2 separate regions of the Ovis canadensis genome follow, and region 2 is linked to region 1. Evidence: chromatin contacts called from public Hi-C data. All regions are on one chromosome and are shown on one strand. The core of a region is the stretch at or near the end of the contact, and the rest is flanking DNA. Distances in the headings are between cores, read along the strand shown. Region 1 overlaps SLX4IP (SLX4 interacting protein). Region 2 holds the start of JAG1 (jagged canonical Notch ligand 1).

Evidence for each region. Hi-C and Micro-C count contacts between places; a contact is called where the count stands out from the background.
Region 2: a contact with region 1 is called in a Hi-C map of fibroblasts, with 3 times the contacts expected there. The contact joins the promoter of JAG1 here to the enhancer-like site in region 1. A contact is called at or near these places in 2 of 2 Hi-C or Micro-C datasets (fibroblasts and lung).

The regions. Positions count from the first base shown.
Region 1 is chr13:19,012,268-19,014,921 of ARS-UI_OviCan_v2, forward strand. All of the region lies in intron 2 of SLX4IP (SLX4 interacting protein), which reads left to right. Among named protein-coding and RNA genes, the nearest start is that of JAG1, 120 kb to the right of the region's middle. Within about 2 kb of position 1,329, the one cell type or tissue checked has open chromatin away from gene starts, as enhancers often do. A contact at or near this core is called in fibroblasts, where this site is marked.
Region 2 is chr13:19,132,268-19,134,921 of ARS-UI_OviCan_v2, forward strand. JAG1 (jagged canonical Notch ligand 1) reads right to left here and starts at 1,291. Exons shown (of 26, transcript XM_069547091.1): 1 at 675-1,291; 2 at 1-247. The coding sequence starts at 755.

The DNA.
Region 1 (2,654 bases), core at 79-2,578:
CATAGTATCAGATCAGGTTGTTGAAACATCACTTTTTTTTTAATGTTTTATTTTGTATTGGGGTATACTCAATTAAGAATGTTGTGATAATTTCAGGTGAGCAGCAAAGAGACTCAGCCAGACATATACATATCTTCATTCTCCCCCAAACGCCTCTCCATCCAGGCTGCCACATAACATTGAGCAAAGTTCTGTGTGCTATACAGTGGGTCCTTGTTAGTTAGCCATTCTAAATATCACAGTGTGCACATGTCTGTCCCAAACTCCCTGACTATCCCTCACCCCCATCCCCTGGTACCCTTAAGATCCTTCTCTAAGACTGTGCGTCTCTGTTTTGTGAGCTTATTTGCATCATTTCTTTTTAGATTCCGCATATAAAGGATCTCATGATAGTCCTCCTTCCCTGTCTGACTCACTTCACTCGGCATGGCACTCTCCAGGTCCATCCATGTTGCTGCAGATGGCATTATCTCATTCTTTTTAATGGCTGTGTAATATTCCAGTGTATAAAACCATCGCTTTTTTTTTTTTTTTTTTTTGGAAAATCATCCTTGCTGATGACAAAGGGATAGCAGAGAACTTAGCTTGATGGAGCAGTCGGGCGGAACGCTCACAGGAGACCGGGTAGAATGTGTGAGGCACGTCTGCCCTCTTTGGAGGGGCTCTTGTTCTGGGGTCTCTGGAGCCCCGGCAGCCCATGAGAGGATTCAGAGGGCACTGAGCTTCCATGGGAGAAAAGTTACATCCTTATTTTGACTGAGTTCTAATAAATTTTGTTTTTATTATGAATGAAGTTTTCAGAAGACGGTAGTATTAGTGGTATCTGTTACCATTAGGAATCACAGCTCTTCCCATATTATATTATAATTGTGGCAGATATCTGAAAATATCATGTGTTCGTCACTGCTTTGGATTTATAGATTGTTACTGTTCAGTCGCTAGGTTGTGTCCGACTCTTTGCGACCCCATGGACTGCAGCACGCCAGGCCTCCCCGTCCTTCACCAACTCCCAGAGTTTACTCAGACCTAAGTCCATTGAGTCGGTGATGCCATCCAACCGTCTCATCCTCTGTCGTCCCCTTCTCCTCCTGCCCCCAATCTTTCCCAGCATCAGGGTGTTTTTCCCATGAGTCGGCTCTGTGTCAGGTGACCAAAGTATAGTAATAGCCAGTGCTTTATTGAGCAAGTATATCCATTGCTGTATCACAAATTTTCAAAACGTGAATAACTGTACTTCAGTGTAATTGGTTTTCTGTTTAGTTATGTGCACTGTGTCTCCAAGCATTAAAAACATTCTTCTGGGCAGGTTTCATCAGCTTTGCCGCGACCCAGGAGGTCTACGTCGCGTGAAGGTTAATAGCCCCCAGCTGAGATCCTGCGGTTGTGGCATGCTACCTCCACCGGGTGGCAGCATATTCCTTAAAGGTTAGATTGATAACAGAGAAGAAACATTTAAAAGAACATATTTGGATATGGTTTTCAAACCTTTTTGACCACAGCCCACAGTAAAAATTAGGCTTTATATCATAACTCAGTACACTCATACTTAAGTTTCACAAAACAAGACTTAACTTTACCATGTGACACACTGATAGCTTTTATCCCATTTCTGTTTCCTTAAAATGCTGATTGCAAGCCATTAAACTGTAATTCTGTGGGTAACACTGTGCTGTTTGACATTGCGGGAGACCATCTTTTATCTTACTTCACGATTTATGACCCAGACCAAAGTTCACTTATTCCCACACATTTTCAGGGACATAATATTTGCATTTAAAGTAACTGTCAACAAACTTGAATGTATCTTTACACAGTATTTTTAAAATGGTGTATTATTGATGTGTGCAGTGAAATGAACTGATTTTACTTGTGTCACAAGACAGAACAATCCCATCCCCACCACACCAGTCAGTCTCTGCCCAGGCAGTCACTGTGCTGATTATTTTGACCATGGATTTAAACTTGTTTTCCTAGGACTTCATATAAATGGAGCCATACAGTTCTCATTTTAGCCTCACTTTGCTCAGCGCTGTGTTACTGAGATCATTCCATGTTGAGCCGGTCAGTGCTTTGAAATATATCACAATTTGTATTAATATATTCTCCTGGTGAGAGACTTCTGGGTTGTCTTCCATTTCGACTCTCGAAATTAAAACTTTCATGCACATTTGTATACATGCCTCCGTGTGCACATTTTCATGTCTTGCAGATGAATACCTGACGTAAAATTGCTGGCTCAGATGGTAAATAAATTTGTTTAACTATAGGGAGCAGACAAACATTTGCCAAGGTGGTTGATCCATTTTCCGTTTCCACTAGCAAGCAGTGTGTGAGTGTGGGTCGCTCCCATCCTAACCTACGTGTGACACGCGCCAGTCTTTATCCCTGCTGGCACTGTGTTAGGAATGTAGTTGTGCCACTTGGTAGTGAGTGTTAATTTGCATTTACTTGATGAATGATAATGTTGGACACTTTTCCATGTGCTTATTCACCAGTTGTTTATCTTTGTCATGAAGTATCTGTTCAAACTTGAGTTGTTTTTTTAACATCAATTTGTAGGAGTAGTTTTTACATATTTTGGGCACCAGTCCTTTATCTCATTCATATGCATTTATGAATATTTTCTCCCAGTCTGTGACATACATATCTATTTT
Region 2 (2,654 bases), core at 41-2,540, 120 kb after region 1:
TGAGGTCGAAGGTGTTGCCCCCGATGACAGGCGTGGACCCCGAGCCGAAGCTGCATGGCCCCCCGGCCGTGACGCGCGACTGGTACTCCTTGAGGCACACTTTGAAGTACGTGTCACACTCGTCGCGGGAGCACTTGCGGTCCCCCGGGTTCCGGGAGCCGCCGCAGCAGTTCCCGTTCTGAAGCTCCCCGTTCACGTTCTCCATAGATAGGATCTCCAGCTCGAACTGCCCGGAGGCCCCGCACACCTGCCGGCGAGGGAGGGAGAGAGGTCAGCGCAGGGGAAAGTTGTTTTCTTCGAGGGTGGAAGCGGCTACTCCCTCCCCGCCCTCCCCGACGAGCCCTTGGCGCCAAGTGAAACTCATTTTGCAAAACTGGGTGCAAGGACTCAACGCGATTCCCGGGCTTAAGAGGCTCGAGTGTGGGAACAATCCGACACGACGGTCCCCTGGGAACAGGAGCAGCGCGAACGCGCGTTCTACCTAGCCTGGAGGGTACATTAGGGAGCCCGGGGGTCCCCCTGGTCCAGGGGCAGCCTACCGGGCGTAGGGGCCCAGGCGGGAGCCGGAGCCCCGGGCTCCGAAGCCCGCTCCAGACGCTCAACCGCAGGCGTCCAGGACAGCCGCGAGGGGAAGGAGAGGGCGGGCCGGGGAGGGAGGCCCGGCGGGCTCCTACCTTGGCTCGCAGGGCGCAGAGCAGGGCGAGCAGGAGGCTCAGGGGGCGCCCGGGCCGGCCGCGCGTCCGTGGGGACCGCATCGCTGCGCTGCGCGCCGCGGGCACTCGGGACGCCGCCGCCGCTGCTGCTCGCGCTGGTGCTGCCGCCGGTGCTGCCGTCGCCGCTGCCCCTGCGGCCGCCGCGTCCCGGCTCTAATATACTCCGCCGATTGGAGCATGCACGACTGGAAAACAACACCACTTTTCAAAAGCCCTTTCAAGAGCGGCCCGTTCCAGAAGGCAAAGAGCCCGGCCTCCTTTTATTATTCTGACGGCTTCTTTGAGGCGCTCCCCCTCCTCTTCCACCTCCTGGCTTTCTTTCCTTCTCTCGAGCTCCTCTTCTTTTATTATTATGATTATGCGCAGCCTTTTATTCCCTTTCGGATCAGCTGCTTGAAGAGGAGGGAGGGAGGGGAGGAAGAAAAAAAAAAAGCCAGAGCCCAGCTCGCGGACCAGCCGCAGGTAGCACAATGACGCGTGCCCGCCCGCCCGCCCGGCTCTCGGAGAGGGACTCAGGGAGCCGGTCTGGGAGCCGCGGCCCGGGCTAGCCACCTCTACCCAGCGCGCGGGGCCGGCGCATGCGCCCGTTCATATTCATGAGGGGCGTGCCCACCAGCGCCACGCCCCCGGCGCTGGGGGGAACGGGGAAGGGCCCGGGGGCTCCGCGACGCGCGGGGCGGCGCGGGTGCTTGGTGCCGGTGGAGACCCCCCCCAACCTGCGGGCGTTCGGGCCTGGCGGGAGCGGGCGGAGCGCTAGGGGACGTGAAGGCTCTGTTGTTCGGGGGCGCGCGGGCCCCGCGCAGACCGCCCCCTCGGGCGCTCTGGGCAGTGAGCCGCGGGCTGCACGTCGGGGTGTAGGCGCCGCGGCGCTGCGGAGCGGTCGGAGCGGGGCGGCTTCCGCCTTCCGAGCCGCCTGCGTCAGCTGCGGCTTCGCCCCAGGCGCCGGGCCCGCTCCCCGAGAGCGAGCGAGCGCGTCGCCCGGAGCGCGCGGCTGGCGGCGGCGGGGCTGGCGCGCGGGCCGCCGGCTGCTCGCCCCGCGGAGGCGACCTGGGCCGGCGCTGCTGGGAACTTGGGAAAACTTTCCCGGAGCCGGGCTGGCCGCAGAGGCGAGGGGAAGCCTCGGCCGCGCCCCGCTGCCGCCCAAATCCGAGTCTGCGGAGCCCGGGAGGGCCCCCGGCTTCCTTCTCCAACCTCGCCGAGGCGGAGGCGGGGAGGTCGGCGGGGTAGGGGGGCGAGGACCCCGCGCAGGCTCGGCGAGCGGCCGGCGGCGAGGCCGGAGCCCTGGGGCTCGCGCCTACCCGCCCCGCCGCCCGGGACGCAGTGCCGGGATTGCACCTGTAGGCGGCCTCGGAGCCGCTCTGGGTGGCCCGAGCCCAGCCTGGGAGACACTGTCTCCCCGCCGTCGCCCAGCAGCACAACTGGGCTTCTCTGGGGTATCAGTGGAAACAGCGATACTCGAGGTCACAACCAAGGTCAAAGGAAACCTGCCCAACGCCTCTACCAGCCCCTTTCTGGGGGGACCTGCTGCTGTGTTGGAGGGGATCTCTTTAGGGAAAAGATCGATTTCCCCTGAAAGGTGCACCAAGTTTTGACCCCTATGTGGGGTACGTTCTACGGGAAAGCGTGACTATTTAGGAGTCAGATCGTGGCTCAAACCCTCAGAAGCTGTTGGCCACGATGGGCTGCAAGGGTCAAGGGAAAATATTTTCCAAGCTCCTGTGTTAAAAGAGAATAAAAGGATAGTTAATTGTGGTTATTTGTGGGTGGGTCGATACGGACAGTATTTTCACTACTTGCTCTCATCAGGCTAGAAAATAAAACAAGGCAGCTAACTGACCTCTTTACACTGGTTCAGAATCACCAAGAACGGTTTAGGAATACTGGCATTTTAACAGCTTTTTAATGATAATGTGTCCCATCTTGATGGTCATTGGTGAGAGA